Regions from separate parts of the Zea mays genome. Here region 1 is linked to region 2. A link is a contact called in public Hi-C data. All regions are on one chromosome and are shown on one strand. The core of a region is the stretch at or near the end of the contact, and the rest is flanking DNA. Distances in the headings are between cores, read along the strand shown.

Region 1 (5,886 bases), core at 2,891-5,390, 430 kb after region 2:
GCAGAGGGATAAACGGAGAAGCTGCTTCAAACCAGCGACCTGGTGAGGCTTGCCCTTCTAATGACACTACTGTAACTTTGTGTTTACATGGGAAAACTCTTCTGATAGCACATCTCAAGTAGCATTCATGATTTTTTAACAAAAATAATTTTTACTGGTTTCTGGGGTGACGCGCACAATAGTTAATACAAACTGATGTAAACTTTATGAAATGGTACTGGTAATATTTCACACATACCCCTCTTTTATTTCTTTCATCACATTCTACTGAGGCAAGTTCACAGTTAAATGGTGGTTTGAAAACTAATTTCCAGCAAGAATATAAATGCTTTGAATCACAACTTCTACAACAAATATTACATCACAGATATTAGTTAATTAAAGAAACTATAATTCAAGTCCAAAACAAACTACAAGAGTACCTTCAAAAACCGGTCAACGTAGGCTGTAAAAAGGGCATAGCATTTCTTAGAAGATACCACATGGAAAATAAAAAAAAACCTTCTTGCTCAGAAACAATTTAAATTTGTAGACATAAAGTTACAAAGAAATTTGTTATATCCCATACATTTTTTTTACATGAAAGACATGTTGAACCTTATATCCTTTTCAAGCTCGACATATCTAAAGCGTTCAACTCAGTTTCTTGGGCGTCTTTACTTGAGGTCCTGCAGCACATGGGGTTTGGACGAAAGTGGTATAACCTGCTCTGCCTTCTTCTCTCCACCTCCTCCACAAAACTTCTGGTTAATGGTGTGCCTGGAGAATTCATTCTGCATCATCGGGGGCTGAGGCAAGGGGGTCCTTTATCCCCAGTGTTGTTCTTGCTAGTCATGGAGGCATTGAATGCCTTAATCACTAAAGCTGTCCAAGCATATTTCCTACAGCCGCTGGCTGTTCAGCAGGCTAAGCACCGGATTTCTTTATATGTGGATGATGCCATCTTGTTCCTCAGGCCAAATCGAGATGATCTGCTTCTCATATCTCAGCTGTTGAAGGCTTTTGGTTATGCGTCAGGCCTCCAGACCAATCTCGCTAAAAGCTCAGTGTGCCCCATTAATTGCACAATTGAAGACTTGAAGGTCATTTCTGAGCTCTTGGATTGTGAAATCAGGAATTTACCTTGCACCTACCTGGGGATACCTCTTACTATTCGGAAACCAACCAAGAGTGCCTGCTGCCTTTGATTGATAAAATAGCAGCTTGCCTCCCAAAATGGAAGGCTTCTCTCATGAGCCGAGCCGGTTAGCTTGTGATGGTCCGTGCTGTTTTTTCTGCCATCCCTATCCATGATATGCTAGCTCTGGATCTCCCCAAATGGGTGATCAAAGCTATTGATAAGCTGTGACGGGGCTTCTTGTGGGGAGGTCATCAAAATGCTAATGGAGGCAATTGCCCTGTGTCTTGGGAGAAGGTTCAAATGCCGTTGCAGTGTGATGGCCTAGGGGTTCTCAACCTTGAAAAAATGGGATGGGCCTTACACATCCGATGGCTTTGGCTACAAAAAAAAAACAGATTCTTCACGGCCTTGGGAAGGGCTGCCCATTCAGGTTCCCTATAAGGCCTGAGCTCTCTTTCATGTGGCGGTGCAAACAAAGGTCGGAAATGGTGTTGATACCAAATTCTGGACTGACCGGTGGCTGCACGGTAGCTCTGTGGGAGAACTGGACCCTAATCTTTTTCAGTTAATTCCTAAGAGAGCAAGAAGACAACGCGCTGTTTCTCAAGCCCTATCTAACAGGCGTTGGGTCACTGACATCCAGGGAGCCCTCACAGTCCAGGTGATTGTCGAATACCTGAAGCTTTGGATGTTGGTGGAAGGTTTTACCTTGCAACCAGCCCTTCCTGATCATCACTTTTGGAAGTTCACAAGTTCAGGACAGTATTCTAGTAAATCTGCTTATAACACCTTTTTTCTTGGGAACTGTTACGATTGAACCTTGCAAAAATACTTGGAAAACTTGGGCACCTCTCCGGTGCAAATTCTTCATATGGCTGGCAATCAAGAACAGAGTTTGGACGACGGATCGCTTGCTGAAACATGGGTTGCCACATCCTAGTGTCTGCCTCCTTTGTGACCAGGAAGATGAGTCAGCTCAACACATTATAGTGTCTTGCGTCTTCTCCCGGGAGACTTGGACCAAAATCCTCTGTTTTGTTGGACTGCAGGCCGCTGCTCCACAAATTGAGAAATTTTGCTCGCTGGTGGGGATGTGCAGTCAACAAAGTGCCAAAGTAGAAGAGAAAAGGATTTCTCTAATCATTCTTGTTGCTTGGACAATTTGGAGACATAGGAATGTGTGCGTTTTGAGGGTCTTAGTCCTAGTATTTCCTTGGTGTGTCAGGAAGTAGCAGAGGAGAGTGAGCTCTAGTGTATGGCCACAAACACGGCCCTCCATGAGCTGCTCAGCAGGAAGCCAAGGCTGGAAGCCTGAGCAGCCCTGTGTGGTCGTTCTTTTAGGTTTAGTGCGTGGCGCGTATGTTACCTTTTGGTGATGTGTTGCGGGGAGGGGGGGGGCTTCTTTCCACCCCTCGGGTGTTGTATCTTTTTCTTCTTAAATGAAATGACACGCAACTCTCCTGTGTAATTCGAGAAAAAAAAGATATGTTGCAGTGTGTTAACCATAGATGATTTTTTTGGGGTAGCTGTACGTAAAGCTGCAATTTCAAGGAATACAGACGCAACTACTGAATTTAAACTTGCACCTTAAGCCACAATCGTCTCATATAACCTAAGTGATTCACACACAGCTGTCAGATATTCAAGTCGTATTTATATCTGTAATACTTGCAAAATCCAAAATAATATTGCACATATGTACTCTGGAAAACAGATGGACAACAGATTGTCAAATAGAGCTGACCTTGTGACACATTCCAGTGCAAATAGCAACTAAATCAGCACAATTTCATTGTTAGCATCACAGAAGAGTTATGCAAAGGGTGCAACAGTAAACATTTGACTCTGTAGGAAAAAATAATGTAGACTGCATAGTAAAGCAGATACTTCCCACCTTTTCTTTTCTTCTTGTAGCCTTTGCGTATCAATAGCATTCTTATTCTCTTCCAACCCAAGGTGGGAACTTTGAGATGCAGTAACTGGAGAGCTAATGACACTCGGACTGCTCTTTCTTCTGTAACGCTTCCGTGATGGAGGTGGACTATTGCGCCTCCTAGGAGATGGAGAACAGCTCTCACGCCTTCTCGGGGATGGGAAAGGGCTCCTCCTTCTGCAAGACAAAGATGAGCACTGTAAGGATAAAATTAGGATCATCACAACAATAGACAAGGAATTACCATTATCTCTTGAAGCCCTAAAACATGGGCAAAAGCAGTTACCTTAGACACTGTTACAGGGGTAGAGCATTCCACAGCAATACAGCACAGAGTAAAATCTTTGTAGATTCCATGCGTTTTACGAAAACAACTCTTGTTAGTCTGTATAGGCAGGTAATGCAAAACATGGCATAACTATATCTAAGCTTCATCTGCTGATATATTCCATGCTGCATCGAAGCATTTTTATTTTAATTCTGTAATGCAAAAGCATCCAAATCATTTTCCCCTTGGAAATCAGAAATCATGGTGTTATGAAATTTGACGTTCATAATCATATTTAATTCAAGTATGATATGGCACAATATACTACCACACTATCCACCTCTAACAGTCACAAACCAAGCTATAGTACAAAATTCGAATGAAGGCGATCAGCATCGCCTCAAATTTTTTACAGTACAAACCCCAAAAAAATAAAACGAAGACTCGCCAGATTTCTGTGGCGTGTGTCGGGAGATGTGGTCACCTATACGAGGGGCGATAGGGGGACCTGCTACGGCTAGGGCTTCGGTCCCTACGGCCCCTCCGGCCGCGGTACCGCTCGGGTGATGGCGACCGCCGACGCCGGCGCGGCGGAGACAGCGACCGCGACAGGTCGCGTTGCATCGTGCGCGACGCGATCTAGAGCCTCAGCGGAGCCGGATCTGGACGAAACCAGACGATCGGAGCCTTCGGAGAGGGGCGGAGTCTGGCTTGCTGGCTGGAAAGCGGGAGGACGCAGGCCAGGTCAGGTAGAGTCGCCCGCCGCCGCACGCGGGGGCCGATGAGGTGGGGGATGCTCGCAGCCCGCGGAATCTATCTGTGGGAAGTTGTAATTAACCTCCAAGGCTACGCCCAGGTATACAAGGTGGGCGCTGGGGAGAAGCAAAAGCAATCGGGCCACCAATCCCACAGCGTGATATGACCGCCCGGTCCAGCTCAGCCCAGGCCCATGTGAGTCGTCCGACCCGGATGAGTCCAGATCCAGACCCAACGTGACCGCGAGTCCCTCAAGATCACACAGTACCGGCAGGCGGCAGCAATTGGAGTGTTTACGCCGAGACTTGAAAACGGCATCAGTAGCAAACGGAGGCGACCACGAGCGACGGGGCCAGCCGCGGTCCCCAACGTCAGAGGATCTCGTTCCAGCTGCGGCAGGGCGGCCAACACCGGCACCTCATGGGCGCCGACGACGAAGCCGCCGCCGCCATGGAGGCGCAAGAGAGGGAGGCGGAGATCGAGAAGGCCATGCGCGCCCGCGTCGCAGACTTCAAGAAGCAGGCCGAGTGAGCACACTCTCTCCCCTTCCTCCAACTTCCGAGGCTGGCGTGACCGCCCTGCCCCTCGTCTATGGTTTGCACGCTCTAATGTTCAGGTCTATGGCGTATGGAATTAGGTCGCTTCTCGTGGTCACGTTTGGTCTGCCGTTGCTTGCTGCGGAGAAACGTGCACTGCGGGAGGGTTTTGGGCTAGTGGGGCGGTCTCGGGGGTAGGGTTTCTACTTCTGCTGTCCTGGTAGGAGATGAAGGCGAGCGGCGATGATGAATCCTGAATCATGGTCTTCAGAACGGGTGGTGCACGTCTCAGTTGCAGTTGGCAGCTCCTAGGGTTTTAGAGGTTAGGAGGAAATGGAAATTCGGGATATCAACTGTCAATGCTAGAGGCAACTGTATCTGTAAGAAACACTTAAACGGTGGAGATCTCTTCTTATTGTTTCATGCTCTGATGGCAGCCAGATGGCAGGTCTGTTTTCTGTGGTGCGAAACCATTTTCAGTTTTTGTTGTTATTCTTTCAATTCATTGTCTCCTGTATTTTGTCTTTTCAGGGGGTTTAACTTGTTTACTGCCCCTTATAAGTTGTGCTTATGTATAAGGCCTTGCCTGTTATAATTCCAGATATGCCGTGCTTGAGAACTTATCCTGTTTCCCAGTAGAACGTGAGTTTAGAATTTCCCCCTTTATCTTCAATTCATGTTGTTGGTTTCCACCATTTTATACCCAAGTTCTGCATCTGTGTTTTAGTTCACAGGAGCCAATTATTTCACTGTATACGCGTTGATCATTTTTTCATAAAAATGCTAGTCTACACGGTCAACTAAACAAAAGCTCATCTCAACCTGCATACAACCAAACAACAATGGTTCCATGTAAGGATACTGGCCCAATCGAGCCCGCATGCCATATCGAGCCAGACCTAAGCCTGAACGGGCAACCAATCACACCCTAAGCGTCTCCTAGGTAATTATGCAAGAGTAATATCATGTATCACGCATTCGTGAAATCCGTGAGTTCGTGACCATAGTTTATCTTTCTATCTATAATTAGTCAAACTTTCATATACTAGCGAAGTCTTAAATTGCTTTAGGCAGAACAATGCGTAGTTACTATCTCCTAAGCACTGCCTTCTAAAACAGAGGCCATTGTTGTTAGCAAAGTCTTAAATTGCTTTAGGCAGAACAATGCCTAGGTACTAGCACCTAGGCACTGCCTTATAAAACAGAGGCCATTGTTGTTTTGCATCGTATGATAATTGCTTGGTCTACAACCTTGGTACTTGCCTCTTGATGA
Region 2 (6,124 bases), core at 3,288-5,787:
ATACAAAGATGTTCAGGTGAACCTGAAAATTCTTCTCAATTTGACTTGCAAGCTTTCTGATGCGAGCACTAAATAGTGATATTTTGCAATTTTGTATGAGCATTGTTTGAGTGAATCTTTTCTTGGGGCAGCTGGATATAAACATTTCTCCACGTCTCTCTTCTGAATACATAAGTTATCTGGAAAATCCTGTTGAGTTGCTCAATGAAGCGGCAAAAGCTGCAGAGAAAGATCTATGGACCTTGATACAGTTTACAGAAGACCTCCGTCGACGATACGGAAAGGAGCCCCGTGATATGGAGGTGCTTGTTTATGCTATAATCAGGACTCATGAATCATGATTAGTGGTTTACTCTGTTGTGTTATTTCTTTCTCTTGCAGTTACTACTGAAAAAGCTCTATGTAAGGCGGATGGCTGCAGATCTTGGTATCAGTCGGATATATCCATCTGGCAAGATGATATTCATGAAAACAAACATGAACAAGAAGGTATTTAGGCTCATGACAGAAGCAATGACTTCTGAGACACATCGGAATTCCCTATCATTTGCTGAAAAGGAAATTAAGGTAAGGGTCCATGTGCCCCAGTATGCAATTTCATGGAGCAGATGGAACAGAAGAAATTTGTCCCAGTAATGATTTTGAAATACTATAAGCAAAGCAGTATTTTAGTTGTGATGAATGAGATTAAAATTGGGATCTTGTAGGTTTTATCCCCAAAATCCAATCAAACAATATTCTTAAAGTACATGACCTTGTATATTATCTATATAGCATAAATTAATGTGATCTTTAGTGTTGGTGCACAGCCCAGTGGCTACTGGCTTAGTGCTCGTTCTTGTATTAAACCATAAACCATGTGCCTGGAAGCACCCAACTGTTCCAGCTTCCAAGTGTCGATCATTTGATTGACCTATAGTGAGTTGTGGTACTGGATAGTTATTTTTTTCTTTTTGTACAAATCACCAATTCTTTGTTTTACAAGGCCTTAATACATCTAAAGGTCGGTGGGCCAGGCTGTTGGGCTGTTGTGTTGTGCCAAAGCAACAACCAATCATTCATGCATCTTGGCATCTACATAAGTTCCACTCATAGGTGTATGCGAACAAACTAGAATTCACCTTTTCCATTTTATACCATTTGAAAATATTTTATCTCATCCCCTTAATGAAATGACACATGTCTTCATTCGTCATCCGAGAAAAATATGTTTCTGTATGGGTCGCCTTTTTGACAATTGTACTCTTTTCTACAGGCTGAACTCCTCGTGAATTTGCCAGATACCCTACTTCTGAACTGGCTTTTCCATTGCTTATCGGACTGCTATACTGTAATACCAGCCCTTGTGAAGTACTAGATTATTGTTACTATTTCATAAGAACTGAAGGCTTCTGCTGCCCACCATGAAAGGGGACAATATGTCCATGCTTGAAGAGAATGATCTATCAGAGAAATCAGTCTTGGCTCTTTGATTCATCTGTGATGGATGACTCTTCGTTATGTTGGTATTGGCAGTCAGGCTCTGGCAGGCCAAAGCAAGCCCATACACACTACTGCTTTAGGAAAAGGTCCGCCAAAATTGTCAACATTACAAGCATACTTCAATGCTATACACGAACTGGTATTCCCTTGAGCACCAAAGTCCCCATTCTTGCAGTGCTAAAATAAATCCTTCTCAAATTATCTTCTTTGTGATGTTTTCCTGCCAATTTTTTCAGGAGAATGCTCCACAGACACATTGCAGTTTTCTACATTCGCTAACATCAATAGGATGAGTGTCTGATGCATAATTGCTAAATTCAGGTGCAATGCAAGTATGAAACATGAAATCAGGAAGCTCAGAGGACCTAGTTCAGATGTACCTGACAATAGATTACATTTCAAAATTCTTCTAGGTTTTTTTGACATGAACTATCAAAATATTGCTCGAGTAGATAGGGAACTAGGGATGGCGTTAACAATAGACCATTTGTTTGACAATAAAACATTAGGAATTTTTGACCAATTGGTCAGAGTTAATATTTGTTGTAAATCTATTCAAACAGATTGTGACATTGACAATAACTATAATAGTTGAAAAAAATCACGGAACTACAAGTATTTTTATATAGGGAGAATGTATCCAATGCACTGGACCCATCCGTACACGTATCCAAAGGGCATGTACAATTTAATTAATTAAATGAAGGGTCTCTCGAAATGTATATAGTGGGCTAAGTGAGAAAAAAAAATCAAGAGATGGATTCTTTGCGAAGAATTTGTCTTTACATGACTTTCTATACATATTATGTCTTTATTGCATTTATTATCTTCTGTCTTAGGGTTGTATTATGCAGTCTCTTAACTGTTTCTAGTATTTTGAAAACCGGTCCAAAGGCTTGGAGTAGAGATGTCAATGGGGACCCGATACCCGCTAACCCGTGGGAAATTCCCCTATTAGGGTACGGGTATAGGACAAAAATTGTCCCCATGAGTATGAATATTGGACAAAATCTCTACCCATTGGGTAAACAGGTATGGGTTCAGGAAGCAATAATCTGAACCCGATTACCCATGAGTATTTCATACGTGTACACCTGTCGTGTTTGTATGAATGAGTCGAGGCCGAGCCGGCCACCAAGCCTAGCGCAACAGCGCACCAGGCCCTAGGTCCCCAACAAGGCAAAACGGCAAGGCAACTAGCAGACTAGAAAAAAACAAAATCCTAAAATAACCAGTCATATGCTACGCCCTGCCCAGATGACGGTGACGACCATAGATTCTCAGGCACCAACGAACTCAGATGGTGACCAAGAAGGAAGGTGAGCAAACTCCATTTCTCCATTTTTTCTATCGGTCCCGAAGTACTTATTTCTTTTTTGATGGATAGATAAATGGATCATGGTTCATGGATGAGTGCTTGCCGATGTGGTGATGTCTAAAATCTAGATAGTTTGTGCTACCTGTTAATACCTAGTTATCCCTTAATTGAGGATGGGGACCCATTGAGGACCCGAAACCCGAATAGGTATGGGTACGTGATGAACTCATGATGGGTATAAGGATGGGTATGGAGACAGATCAAACATGATGAAGATGAGTATGAGATGGTATAACCTGTTGGGGAATTTACTATTGACATCTCTAGCTCGGAGTTGCACGTAACCTTATATATAGACTCTTCATCTAATAATTAATAGTTGAACGTGTGAGCTTTTTTGTTGTTGTTATGCACCTGGACTCCTCATCTAATAATTAATAATAGTTCAACTATTTTGGCATTTGGTATCACAGAACCTGGTCCCTAAATAGTAGGTATATTTTCAACAAAATTGTAGCTTTTTGGTAACAAGTGCCTAAGTTGTTCTATGTGTACATGCCAATTATTACTCGTTAGGCCAAAGTAGTTATGTGACTTGATGTATTGGTTCTGTACAACAAAGCTGAGAGTAACAGTATAAGATTTGTGCTTTAACATTTGAAGCTTAGCATAGTTTAGCGGAAGGCAAAAAAAAGTAATCATCTCTCAGGAAAGCACTCTGAACTGTTAGAAGAAACATCCTGCTCGGTAAATTCACGAATATGTGAAATGACAATAGCACCCGAATCAAAATGTCGAGCCTTGGTCTTATCCATTGTAAGTCGAGTTTTTTATTTATTTAAGAAACACTTCTATCCAAATGTGCAAAATGGAAATGAAATTCATTACACAGCATGCCTAAGGATCTGCTTGGACCAATGCACTTAAATTTAATCATCTACAGTTTAATCATAGGCCATCTAAACGGGTAAAATAGAAGGTGGACTACTATTTGGTTTAATCCAATTCAGTCCTTCACTCTTCCAGTTTAAGCTGCTGGGTATATCAAAAGTATTTGATAATAATAGCATATCTCTTCTATATATTCCTATAAAACATTAGTTTTCATCGTTTCTATAGTTTGTACCATCGTCGTGCGTCACACACAAAGCGCGTAAATCCATTTCTCTCACATTTGTCTCACGAACCAGTTTTCAGCATGGTAGCATAAATCTAATTTTCTCCCGTGTTAGATCTGTTCCTGTCTCCCTCGCCAACATTTTTGGGAAAAATCATTATAAAATCTCAACTAACCTATGCACTTCGGAACTAGATCCTCTTCTGTGCGTGAACAGGGCCCACGCACAGTGGTCCAACTGCCTTCCAAATCTCATTTGATCCCTACGCACCTCATTATATTCCCCACGGTAGAGCAGTCACACCTCCTCCACCGGCGGCATCATCCTCCCTACGCACGCAATCCCCCTCCGCTGCCCCCAACACGTGGAGCAAGAATACACCAAAGGCTATGAGCGCGAGGAGGGCGACAGAGATAAGGAGCAGCACGGTGAGCGCGACGGCGTACGGCGAGGTGCGACCGCTGCAAGTCGGGAAAACGCGCAGCGGGCAGATCTCCCGCATGAGTGGCCACGACGGCGACATGGGGCGGGTGGATTTTCTGCACGGGGGATGACAGGCGGGTGGGGGTGGAGAGGAAGGGAACGAAGCAGAATGGAGTGAGACGCAGACAGGTCACTTTTCTGGCCGCTCCCTCCGCGCTGGGTTCCAGTGGCTTCGTTTTCTTCGTGGCGAAGGGCAGGGTGGTACAGTCGTCCGTGCACAGTGGAAAAATGGAATTCCATCAGTAGCCTGTCGTTGACGGTCATGCAGCATCCATAGAGTCTGAGCAGGTTCCTGTGCACTGCCAAGCTGATCATCTCGAGTTCAATCTGAAACAATACTTCCCCACCTGCAGCATTACCATCTTCTAGCCTCTTAATGACTGACTACAATACTTCAATCTCGGAGCTGCCCCCGGTAAACGGCACCAAACCTACCTTTTCCTAATATGTTCTCGCTGCAAAAGTTTTCTGTTGCAGCCTGGAGCTCTCTGAATTGAAATCGCTTCATATTTCCGAGGTTGATGTTCTCCATGTGTTGGTCTGCAGTAGCCATTACAAGATTCACGACCAAGGTAGTACTGAGTTCATGAATTGATAGTAACTTAAGTATTTTATTTCTACTCCAAAGCACGAGTTTTTACCGTCGTGCCTCGCACGAAGCACGTAGGTTTGTTCCTCTCACCCTGTCTCACCTAACAAATAGAGAGGGATAATGATGCTAGCATCTGGGTAACCCTTATCTCGCCACCAGAGGCAAACTACGCTCGATCGCTTAGGGTTAGACCATAATCTAGCTATAAATACTGTGGAGTGGCTCTCGTGTCGCTATAAATCCCGCCATAAGAGCATCTCCAACAACGTGACCTATAAAAATGTCCTATAATTTGAAAATGAGTATATTTTATAGAATTTAGGGCACCAACAAAACACCCCGCTCCAACAGTAAAGCCCCAAATCTAGATTATAGAGCAGACCACTACGGTGTAGTATATTTGAGTCACTTGAGAGGGTGCCCTATAATTTTTTGACAAAATTTTATGAAATGGGGCACTGTTGGAGTAGTTTTTCCTGTGTAGAACCCTATATTTTAATTTGAGGCACCAGTTTGAGGCATTGTTGGAGATGCTCTAATCTAGCCTGGCATCACATGCTCCATCTCCAATCTCCCTTTTTCTTGCTCCAAGAGGTCCATGTCCTGCCCTATGCTAGCCCAGTAAGAGTTCAGGTCTTACTTGGTCATCTGGCTACCAACTAAATCTTAAGTTGCTGGGTCTGTGTCAGAAGTATTTGTTTATTCATGTCTAGGAGTTATTATTCCAACATGCGGCGACAATAGATATCTGATAAGCTTAATTGTTCTCAAGATTAAATTGGCTAGTTGGTGAAATGTGAAGACATTCATCGTTTTGAAGGTATAATATGTGGGCGTTGACTAGATCTGTTCCGCTTTCCTCAATTCTAAGATGGAATGCTACCAATTCCAGTTCCAGTTCCCCCTTCTACAGCACCCCATCTAATATTCATATTCTAGAAGGAATTCCGAAGGTAGAGTAAGAAAAATTGACCTTGATCCATTTGACTAATTGATTTTGATGTTTGATGATCAATATAACCTATGAACTAATGTGTTTGCAAGTGTTTATGTATAGTTCACAGGATGCGAAGTAGACTTGAACTAAAACATTGAGGAAGCAACACCTCGAAAAAGACACTAGAAAACCCA

Evidence for each region. Hi-C and Micro-C count contacts between places; a contact is called where the count stands out from the background.
Region 1: a contact with region 2 is called in a Hi-C map of tassel, with 1.8 times the contacts expected there. The contact joins the promoter of LOC100286281 here to the enhancer-like site in region 2. A contact is called at or near these places in 2 of 25 Hi-C or Micro-C datasets (leaf and tassel).

Annotation. Positions count from the first base shown.
Region 1 is chr2:231,103,475-231,109,360 of Zm-B73-REFERENCE-NAM-5.0, forward strand. It overlaps LOC100286281 (virulent strain associated lipoprotein), which reads right to left and starts at 4,141. Exons shown (of 3, transcript NM_001165736.1): 1 at 3,015-4,141. The coding sequence starts at 3,274. LOC100278623 reads left to right here and starts at 4,331. Exons shown (of 9, transcript NM_001357827.1): 1 at 4,331-4,604. The coding sequence starts at 4,498.
Region 2 is chr2:230,670,899-230,677,022 of Zm-B73-REFERENCE-NAM-5.0, forward strand. LOC103648038 (ATP-dependent DNA helicase chloroplastic) reads left to right here. Exons shown (of 15, transcript XM_008672544.4): 11 at 1-16; 12 at 132-302; 13 at 382-567; 14 at 1,256-1,621; 15 at 1,719-2,147. The coding sequence ends at 1,357. Among protein-coding and RNA genes, the nearest start is that of LOC100383197, 12 kb to the right of the region's middle. Within about 2 kb of position 4,538, at least 17 of the 20 cell types and tissues checked have an H3K27ac peak or open chromatin away from gene starts, as enhancers often do. A contact at or near this core is called in leaf and tassel, where this site is marked.